Regions from separate parts of the Mus musculus genome. Here region 2 is linked to region 1. Evidence: chromatin contacts called from public Hi-C data. All regions are on one chromosome and are shown on one strand. The core of a region is the stretch at or near the end of the contact, and the rest is flanking DNA. Distances in the headings are between cores, read along the strand shown.

Evidence for each region. Hi-C and Micro-C count contacts between places; a contact is called where the count stands out from the background.
Region 2: a Hi-C map of embryonic stem cells shows a contact between it and region 1, with 4 times the contacts expected there. The contact joins the promoter of Ttc12 here to the enhancer-like site in region 1. A contact is called at or near these places in 8 of 39 promoter capture datasets (the 3T3-L1 cell line, cranial neural crest, embryonic stem cells and 3 more), 2 of 15 datasets of contacts at CTCF or cohesin (both in embryonic stem cells), 14 of 484 Hi-C or Micro-C datasets (differentiating embryonic stem cells, embryonic stem cells, liver and 1 more), 16 of 115 datasets of contacts at active chromatin or transcription factors (differentiating embryonic stem cells, embryonic forebrain, embryonic stem cells and 2 more) and 2 of 9 other capture datasets (embryonic stem cells and pancreatic islet).

The regions. Positions count from the first base shown.
Region 1 is chr9:49,364,143-49,368,486 of GRCm38.p6, forward strand. All of the region lies in intron 1 of Drd2 (dopamine receptor D2), which reads left to right. Among named protein-coding and RNA genes, the nearest start is that of Drd2, 26 kb to the left of the region's middle. Within about 2 kb of position 1,934, at least 27 of the 459 cell types and tissues checked have an H3K27ac peak or open chromatin away from gene starts, as enhancers often do. A contact at or near this core is called in differentiating embryonic stem cells and embryonic stem cells, where this site is marked.
Region 2 is chr9:49,484,351-49,488,694 of GRCm38.p6, forward strand. It overlaps Ttc12 (tetratricopeptide repeat domain 12), which reads right to left and starts at 1,875. Exons shown (of 22, transcript NM_172770.3): 1 at 1,796-1,875; 2 at 320-392. The coding sequence starts at 377.

The DNA.
Region 1 (4,344 bases), core at 684-3,183:
AACCAACTATACAGCTGAGACTCCTTGAACTTGTGGCAATCCTCCTGCCTTAGCTTCTTCTTAAGGGCTGATGGCAAGCATGAGAGACCATGGCTTGATCAAACCTTTTCCATTTCTTTCTGAGTTTTGCATGCCTTCCTTTGGGATGTATTGACTCGGGCCATCTCTGTTTATAAATCTGTGTATACATGTGCCTGCATATGTGTGCAGCTGCCTGTGGGGGCCAGAGGAGGGCATCAGATCCCCTGGGACTGGAATGGCAAGAGTTTGTTAGCTGCCCAGTGTGAGTGCTGGGACCTGAACTTCAGTCCTCTGCAAGAATAGCAAACACTCCTCACCACTGAGCACCACCTTCACCAGTTTTAAATGCTGTCTTGTTTTCCTGTTTCTGAAGAGTGTGGATTTCTCGTGTTCGGAGTGTGAACTCCTTGGCTGATAAAGGATTTGCAAGTATTCCTTCACAAAGTTCAAGCTGCCCGTTCACTCTTCCAACCACTTCCTTTACTCTGCAGAAGCTTTCAGCGTCATGTGATTCCGTGTGCCTAGGTTTGCTTTTGCCACCTGTTTTCTGGGGTCTCATGAAAGTGGGGTCTCACTGCCCAGTTCATATCTTGTAGTGGTCTTGTTTTTTTTAAGTGGATTTACAGTTTTAGGTCTTAGGGTTAAATTTTAATCTGTTTTGGGTAGAATGCTAAGTAAAGGGTGATGTAAGTGTCTTAAATGCACAATTGCTCTGCTGGTGCACAGTCAATTCTCTTCAACACCACTTGCTAAAGAGCCTGTTCTGTGTACAAAACAAACCCCTTTTGTTCAAAGTCAGCAAATAATAGCTGGGGGTGTTACGTTTACTCTGATAGCTCTATCTGATTAGGTAGTCTTTCCTTTAAAAAGATGTGTAATAGTCTATCTTATGGATAGCCCACATCTTCTTTGTCGTCTCTCACTGGGTCACTTTGGCTCCTGACATTGTGTGAGTGCATTGTTCCTTCAATTCTTTTGGATCTCTCACCAGAAACGGAATTGCTAGCGCTTACAATTCTAGTTGTCTTTTTTTTTTTTCAAAGAACCCCTTGCTGTTCATGATATAAGCCACACCATTTCACAGTTGTCTTAGGAGGTTTGCAAGGTTCTGGTTGCTCCACATCCTTGCCAATACTTGTTCTCCCACTGGCAGTAACTGAGTGAGCAGATGTTTATACACCTGTCCTGATCAGTGAGGCTTAAATATCTTCTCATCCTTTCTGATGGTTCTGAACAGGTAGCCTCCTAGTAGACAATAAAAGAGACAGATACCGCGGGGTTGCCAGGGACCTTGGCCTAGGTTAGGAGAGCCCTGAAGCTTTATGGGAATCTGGATAGATGTAGATCTTCTCTTCTTTTCCTTTCAGCAGCACAAGGTACAGGTGGTGAGCTGACTCCTCATCAAGCCACTGGGGGTCAAAGGGCGGACCGAGAGAAAAGATGGGGTTCTGGGTGGACTGAGCTCCTGAACGACTCTGAGATTTCATTGCCACATCTGTGAAATAGTATCAGTGGGAGGTGTTTTAACAGCCAACCCACCAAGAAAAAAAAAGGTAACACTATCATGTTTGGCACTTGGCACTCTCGATGTTGTACAAACATCCTAAGTGCAGCTGCTAGCAAACTGTAGCAAACTGCCTGCCAGACACCTGGCTGGGGAGAGCAATTCGATCCCTAGTTAGCATGCCACACCCACACCTGCAAAAATGCCTTTCTAGGTGCTTGGGATGAGAGAAGCTGTTTCTCTGCCATAGCTGAGGGACTTTGTGTGACCTGCATGCCAAGAAAGGTCACCCAACTCCATGTTTGCTCAACAAATATATGCTGACCTTCTGTTAAGTACAAAGCTGTGATCCAGCGGCAGAGCATAAGGGGGTGGGGCGTGGCAAAGAGTCTGCAAGTCACGTGACCCAGCTCTGCCTTTGAGGATCCCTGCCTGGTCTGATGACCTCCAGTTAGTCCTCTCATCTTGTGTTGTGTTAATCACGCCATCTCTGTTTCTCCCTTGAGCTGTGTTCTTCCTGAAGACCAGACTCTGTCTCATTTATTTTGGTATTCACACTTGCTGGCATTTAAAAAAAATATTCAATAGATATACCCGAAGAGGCAAAATTTATAAATCTGTAGCAGGATAGTAGAAGAAAATAGGTAGCCCTGAATAGTTCTCGGTGGGTGCAACCCCCACTGCTTCAAGGACTTTGCAGTTAAAGGAATCAGCACTTTTGCAGTACATTCAGTATTGCAGGCATTGATAGAACCACTCAGCACGCATCTCGCTGTACTGCAGGTAAACTTTATAATGACGCCATCTTTATATATCCCCATTGGTGTCAGCACTGTTCTCAGTACCTTTCCTTCTTCGCACAAGGGCTGAAATGAGCAGCAGCAGCTAAGTAGGCACCCCTCAACCCTTGGTTGTTGACATTGTACGTGGAGAGCTGAGATGCAAGCCTGCTGTTCATTGTTCCTTCATGTAAGGGGGCAGCTGCTATTCTCATTTGATACAACTGGGGCTTTAGGGGAGGGAGGGAGGGAGGGATGTAAGGAGGGAAGGTGGAAGGAAGAGAGGGAGGGAAGGAGGGAAAGAGAGGAGAGAGAGAGAGAGAGAGAGAGAGAGATTGTGATTAAGTGACTAATCTAAACCATATATACTTAACAAAATGCAGAGCCAAGGTGGCACCAAGACCTAATTCCTGACCAAATAACCAGCAAAACCCAGGGTGGCCTGCAGTATTCTAGACGACAAGATCTGGAAGAAAGCACAGACAATCAGGCAACCAAGGAAGCTTGAAGATGTGTGGACATTTGTACTCTGGGGAGCTTGTTCAGTTGGGTGCTATCTCTCACCTTTCCATTTGGACACACACACACACACACACACACACACACACACTTACACAGACACAGACACAGACACAGACACAGACACAGACACAGACAGACAGACACACACACACAGAGAGAGAGAGGGAGAGAGAGAGAGACTTACCTATGGCCCTACCCCCACTCTCAAGTGTGGAGAGCAAAGGAATAGGTCCCATCTAATGGGGTGGGGGGAGCTGGGTGGCTGCTCTCTTTCCTTGTGTTTGTTTTCTAACTGCCAGTGCTTAAAGAAGCCACTGGCCCCAGGCTGTGCTGACAATGCTGGCCTTTCTCATTGTATGGTTGTGCAGCCTGAGACCAGAGAGAGTCTCTCTCCCACATACATGGGCAGGCCCTCCTGTGGCCCTCAGGGTGTTGATGGAAGCTGACACAAGTCCAGTGTGCTGGGCTGCAGGGTCCAGGCAAGAGGAGAAAAAGGGAGATATCAGACTTCTTCTGCCTTCTAATCCAGCCCAGCTGAATCTTTCACAGGTATTTATCTTTTGAGTCACGTAAACTGTTAGAGTAATACTTCTCAAAAGGTTAAAAACCTATTTCTCAAACATGTACGTGCTAAAGATTTGCATAATTCATTAGCTGGGAAGCCTGTGAGATGACAAAGCTGGCTTTATAAAGGAATACAAGAAATAACCTGTGCTGAGTGTGCCTGTAATCCTAGCACTCCAGAGGCAAAGGCAGAGGCAGAAGGACTGCCAGGAGTTCAAGGTGAACCTACATTGCATAGTGTGTACCAGGATAGCCTGGGTTATATAGCAAAACCTTGTCTCATAAAAATCAAAGAATGTCATGGATAAGGAAGGCTTTCTCAGGCCCCAGCTCCAGCTGAGGAGTGACTGGCAGTTAATGGCTCCTGCGGAAGAGGGGGTTCTTTTCATCAGTAGTAGAGCCACTGGGAAGAACCAACCTCATACTCACTTGCAAGCAAACATCCCTAAGGGTCAGGGAGTCACACACACAAAATGAACACATGAAGGTCGGAGAGGGTGTTCTTTGTGGAGAATACAAGGTTCAGAGGAAGTAGAGTGGGTAAGAGAGGGGAATGGAGGGTATGAATGTGGTCAAAATATATTTGATACACAGATGTAGTTGTCAACAGGTGCATAAAATATTTTAAAACGACACAAAAAATCAAATAAGATATGTGTATATTTACATGTATACATGGAAATAAGCTGGAACGAGATTGCTATAAAACTCAGTGTTCTATAGATTCAATACAAGCACAAGGGGTTTGATTATCTTGTCTAATGAGCAGGAATCTTTCTCATGTTTTCTGGTTTTATTCTTGTTAATTCTGGCGTATTGGGCAAACCTTATAGGCAGTAAACTGTAAACACATAGAATGTAGCTCCCTAGGTTGACATGGCTCTTAAGAAGTTTTCTTAGCAGATCTAAGAAATTCAACTGGTCCTGTGGTATGGAAAAGTGTACAAGTTCCTG
Region 2 (4,344 bases), core at 625-3,124, 120 kb after region 1:
ACAGATGACTAAGTAGGCTCTCAATAGATCTCAAAGGGAACAGACAGACTCACTGGCAACCAGGAAAGGTGCTTGGAGGAGAGCCGTCAGCCTGAACTTCAGTTAGACCATGATAACTTCTATGATACCAATTAACAGCCAGAAAATACTGCCCCAAGGCTGTAACTGAGACCTCAATAGCCTTCTGTTTAATTTCAATTACATTTTTTTTCCTTGAGAGTCATAAACCTGTCAAACAAGCCAGGGAGCTAACTTCGTTTTTCTTCACCCACTTCACCGCTCCAAGGCAGAACTCAGCCTGTGACTTAATGCGACTTACTTATTTCATCCACATTTTCCAGAAATCTCTGCAAGTCTCTCTCTTGATCATCAGCCATCGCAGACACAAATCTCTAAGGGAGGCAGTATAAATTATGAAATTAATAATATAAAACACTAAACAGAACCATCGGGCTTATTATCTGTCTAAGACTAAGTGTTTGTAAATGTCGTGAATAACAGCAGGGTGAGCCATTTCCCTCTGACTGCTGTTTAAGGCCAAGGGACAGTTATTATTTGTGGCCACACTTCCGGAGAGCTGCCAGCCCTGCCTCTGCTGGGGGGAAATGCTCTACAATAATTCCTCCAAAGCTAACCACCAACCACTGTGATTTAGGGACCTGATGGCAAAGGAAGCTGGGAGAGGAGCCGACTTATTGCCAGGGCTGGGGGACGAGTGTGGTCTTCCAACTTTGGCCATGACAGGTGTGCCTAGTCGGAAGCTTGGGCCAGGCAAAGCACAGGATAAGTAGGGAGAAGACTACCTTCATGAACATGTCCACACTCCATTAAAACCGTTGCCTCCGCCCTGTTTCTGAGGATGAAGAGGAGGTGCCACAGTGCACCAGCGTCTGCTTTTCAGTACTCTACCAAGTACATTAGCTTTATTACACTTGATTTTGAATGTGAAGACTACATGATAACCTCGGAGGTACCCAAAGGCGTATCCACACAACCTAAAGATCACCAGAAGGATAAACTTCCCCAGCCTTGGCCCACAGCGAGCCGCAGCTCGTTTGGGAGCGCCCCCTAGGTATGCATATTTTAAATACACTATACTGTGGTTCCAGCTTGCAGACAGGCGGCTTGGTAGTGCAGTCAGACAACTGCGAACTAAAACTTTGACATGCACAATTAGCCCGTGAGTCCCAGTTTCTCCGTCTACGTTATGGAAATCATAATGCGAACCCAGAGGACACCACGGGTCTGACTGTAGCACCCTGAACGTGGATGCGTGATTAGTCAGGCTTCTTTTATCTAGAAAACAGCCTTGGCATATGGCTCAAACAGCTAACACTCCCTAGGAATGAGATTCACATCGGGGGTGGGGGTGGGGGTGAGGTGGGGGGTGGAGGAGGGAATTAACTCGTGCAGAGCTACAGGCTGGCCTGAACCAGGCGCTTCATGGACGGAGAAAGCCAGTCTTTCTGGAACAGTACACCCAAGCCAGAAGGGTCAGCAGGAACGCAGAGCCAAGGCTCCCTGGAAAGGAGCAGAGCGGCGGTGGGGTGGAGGACCCACACCCGAGCCCCACCCTTCGGTACTACACAACTCCATGGAGGGAGGGCGGGGACAGCTGTACTGTTGCCAGGCAACCGCTCCCCAGCGTCCTGGCCCTGTGCTTCCAGGGTTGGTCTCAGCCTGCAGCTGGTACTGGATCAAACTCAGGGCCCGAGTCAGTGGCCTCTGTCAACTCTAAGCCCAGGCCAGGAACAGTTCCAAGATAGATTCCCCACGGCCACCCGGCTAGACTGACCTTTAGTGCCCAGGATCGGACGGGAAGTGGAAGCTGAGGACAGGCTGTGACTGGCTTTCGCTGGGGAGAGGCGGGGCCTTGGAGAGGGCGGGGCCTCTCGTGACCCAAAGAACGCGCTGCCCCGTTTGAAGCTGGGATGTCCCACCCAGAAGCAAGTTGGTGCCGGCTGGTCGCTAAAGCAACGTCAGTGAAAGCCCTTCCACTCTGGAGCCGCGAGGGTTCTCCCAGTTGGTTTCATATCTTTAGTCCCATAATGTAAAGGCTCCATCCAGCGTACTTCGGTGTGAGTCCAGGTTTGTTTTTAATGACCAATGTATGGCCTCCAAGGCAGTACCGTCTCTTTGATTCTCAATTTTTCTCGTAAATGAAATGGAAAAACGACACTTTTCCGACAAAGCTATGGTTAAGGGGGCTGGATCCTATCTAGCTACAGAAGTGAGTGATATACAAACAACAGTAGGATTTAGGGTAGAGAGAGCACATCACAGGGAATGGAAGAGTGGTGAGTCCTGAGCTCTAAAATGTGGGTAATGTAGATCAGTCAAAACCAGAATCTACAAAAAAGTGCCTGAGGCTAGCCAGTGGCCAGGCAAGAACCCAGGTAAGAAGAGGCGATGGGAGTTCCAGAACTACTGGCCGAAGAAGGGACAGACTCACTTGCACCCAGGACTGCCTTGGATAGTGATGCTCAGTAGCCACAGACTGGCTGGCTGGTGCGTCTTCAGAAGCTCTTTCTGTCTGACGGCTTCCATTCCTGTTGCTATGGAGTGCAGCTCTGCCCTCCCCAGTCCCATAAGCCCATGTGTTATAGGACTAGTTCCCATTCCTTAGGACCAGAGGTTTGCCTTTGTTTTGTCTTTTTGTTTCTAGCACGTGGACTTAGATGAGCAAATGTGCCTACAGAAACTGTCAAGTATGCTATTCCGGATGGAGAAAGGATAAGAGAGTTGACAGTTTGCATCAGGCTTCCAAGGGCCATCTGTCCTGAAGAGTAAGATTACAGTGGTACAGTCACAAGCCACTTTGCGGGGACAAATCTTACACTTGATAGATTACTAGGGTTTTGTTTTGTTTCACTTTGCTTCTTTAGCTGGTCTGTGTGTGTGTGTGTGTGTGTGTGTGTGTGTGTGTGTGTGTATGTGTGTGTGTGTTTTGGATGCTATACCTTTCTGTGGCCCTGCATAGCCCAAAATTCACTTTGTGGCCCAGGGTGTCCTCGAGCTCAAGGTGATCCTATTGTCTCGGGTGCTGGGATGGCAGGTGTGTGCCACCAAACTTACCTCGGATTGGTCAGAAGTCCTAAGTGACCCCAGAAAGTCAGTCACCTGGCAGCAAAGAGTCTCATGCTCTTTTGTCCAGGCCTATGTAGATTTTACTTTTGTGCCCTGGTAACTTGATATGGCCAGTGTGGTATACAGATAAGCAACTGTGAACAAGAACCTTCAATAACCCGAGTGTGACTCATTGACTATGCCCCCCCACCCACCCAGCAGTTAGCCAATGGAGGCCTGTGTGAGCATTCACAGAACCCAGTCTACCTTTGATTCATAGAAGAGTAAGCAGTAGACCCGGCTGATAAGGGGGTCAACATTTTGGGTGGCTTTGTTGCCTCGGCATAACATGCTCAGCCACTCTGACCACGTGTTCTTCACTTGATGCTATGCCAAAAATCTAAGGGTGCTGTGGGCGAATCTATGCGGATCAGGATGACTGTTGTTAGATTTTAAGGGTCAATGTCTGTGTGTCCTCCCTCCAGCACAGTGGTTTACGTGTGCAGAGACTTTCAAAAGCATTAGTGAGCTGTATTTCAAGGATGAGTTTACTTTACGGAGCTTAAATCCCTTGCGCGAGACTCCAGTTTTGTGGTTTATGCCTTCAATAAAAAAACGGGGGAACATTTGGTCATCTTCCACTGTATCGTAAATCTGAGACTCAGATTAATAGAAACCATTGCTACTCCTTCCCTCAGCTCGCTCCCCACCGTGCAAACCATCCTAACTCCTTGCATTTTCCCATCAATTATATTATACAAGCTCAGAAGAGAGTGGGAAAAAAAGTTCTCAGCCTCATGCAGAATGAAACAAACTACCTTTGCCTGTGGAGACAAGTCCACCAGAATCCAGGAGCCAAACTACAGCCTGCCAGACAAGACCCTCGGCTGCAGGAGCCAGCTAGCCTGGCAGCTTTGGTTTCAAGATTCTGAGAGAAGGGTTTGTCCAGGCCTCCCCAAGAAGAATCACTAAATACTGCCTCATTTCTTTCTCCGAACCACGTGTCCCTACAGGGAAAGAATCTGTTAAGCTGAAAATCCCTGCCCCTTGGATTCCCCTGTTATCTTTTCTGTTCTAACTCGCCACTGTAGAGGAAGGAGTAGTTTTCAGGATCGCAGGTTCATGTGTCTGCAGGAGACAAGAGTATCCCTTGATATTTCTGTGCTGAAATGATGGTGTGGAAAATATTTGCAACAACCACAATAGCAGTCCCGTGTGCCAGGCATACGTATGACTTCATGTAAATGTTTTGTTTATTCCCATTTCTTAAGTCAAGAA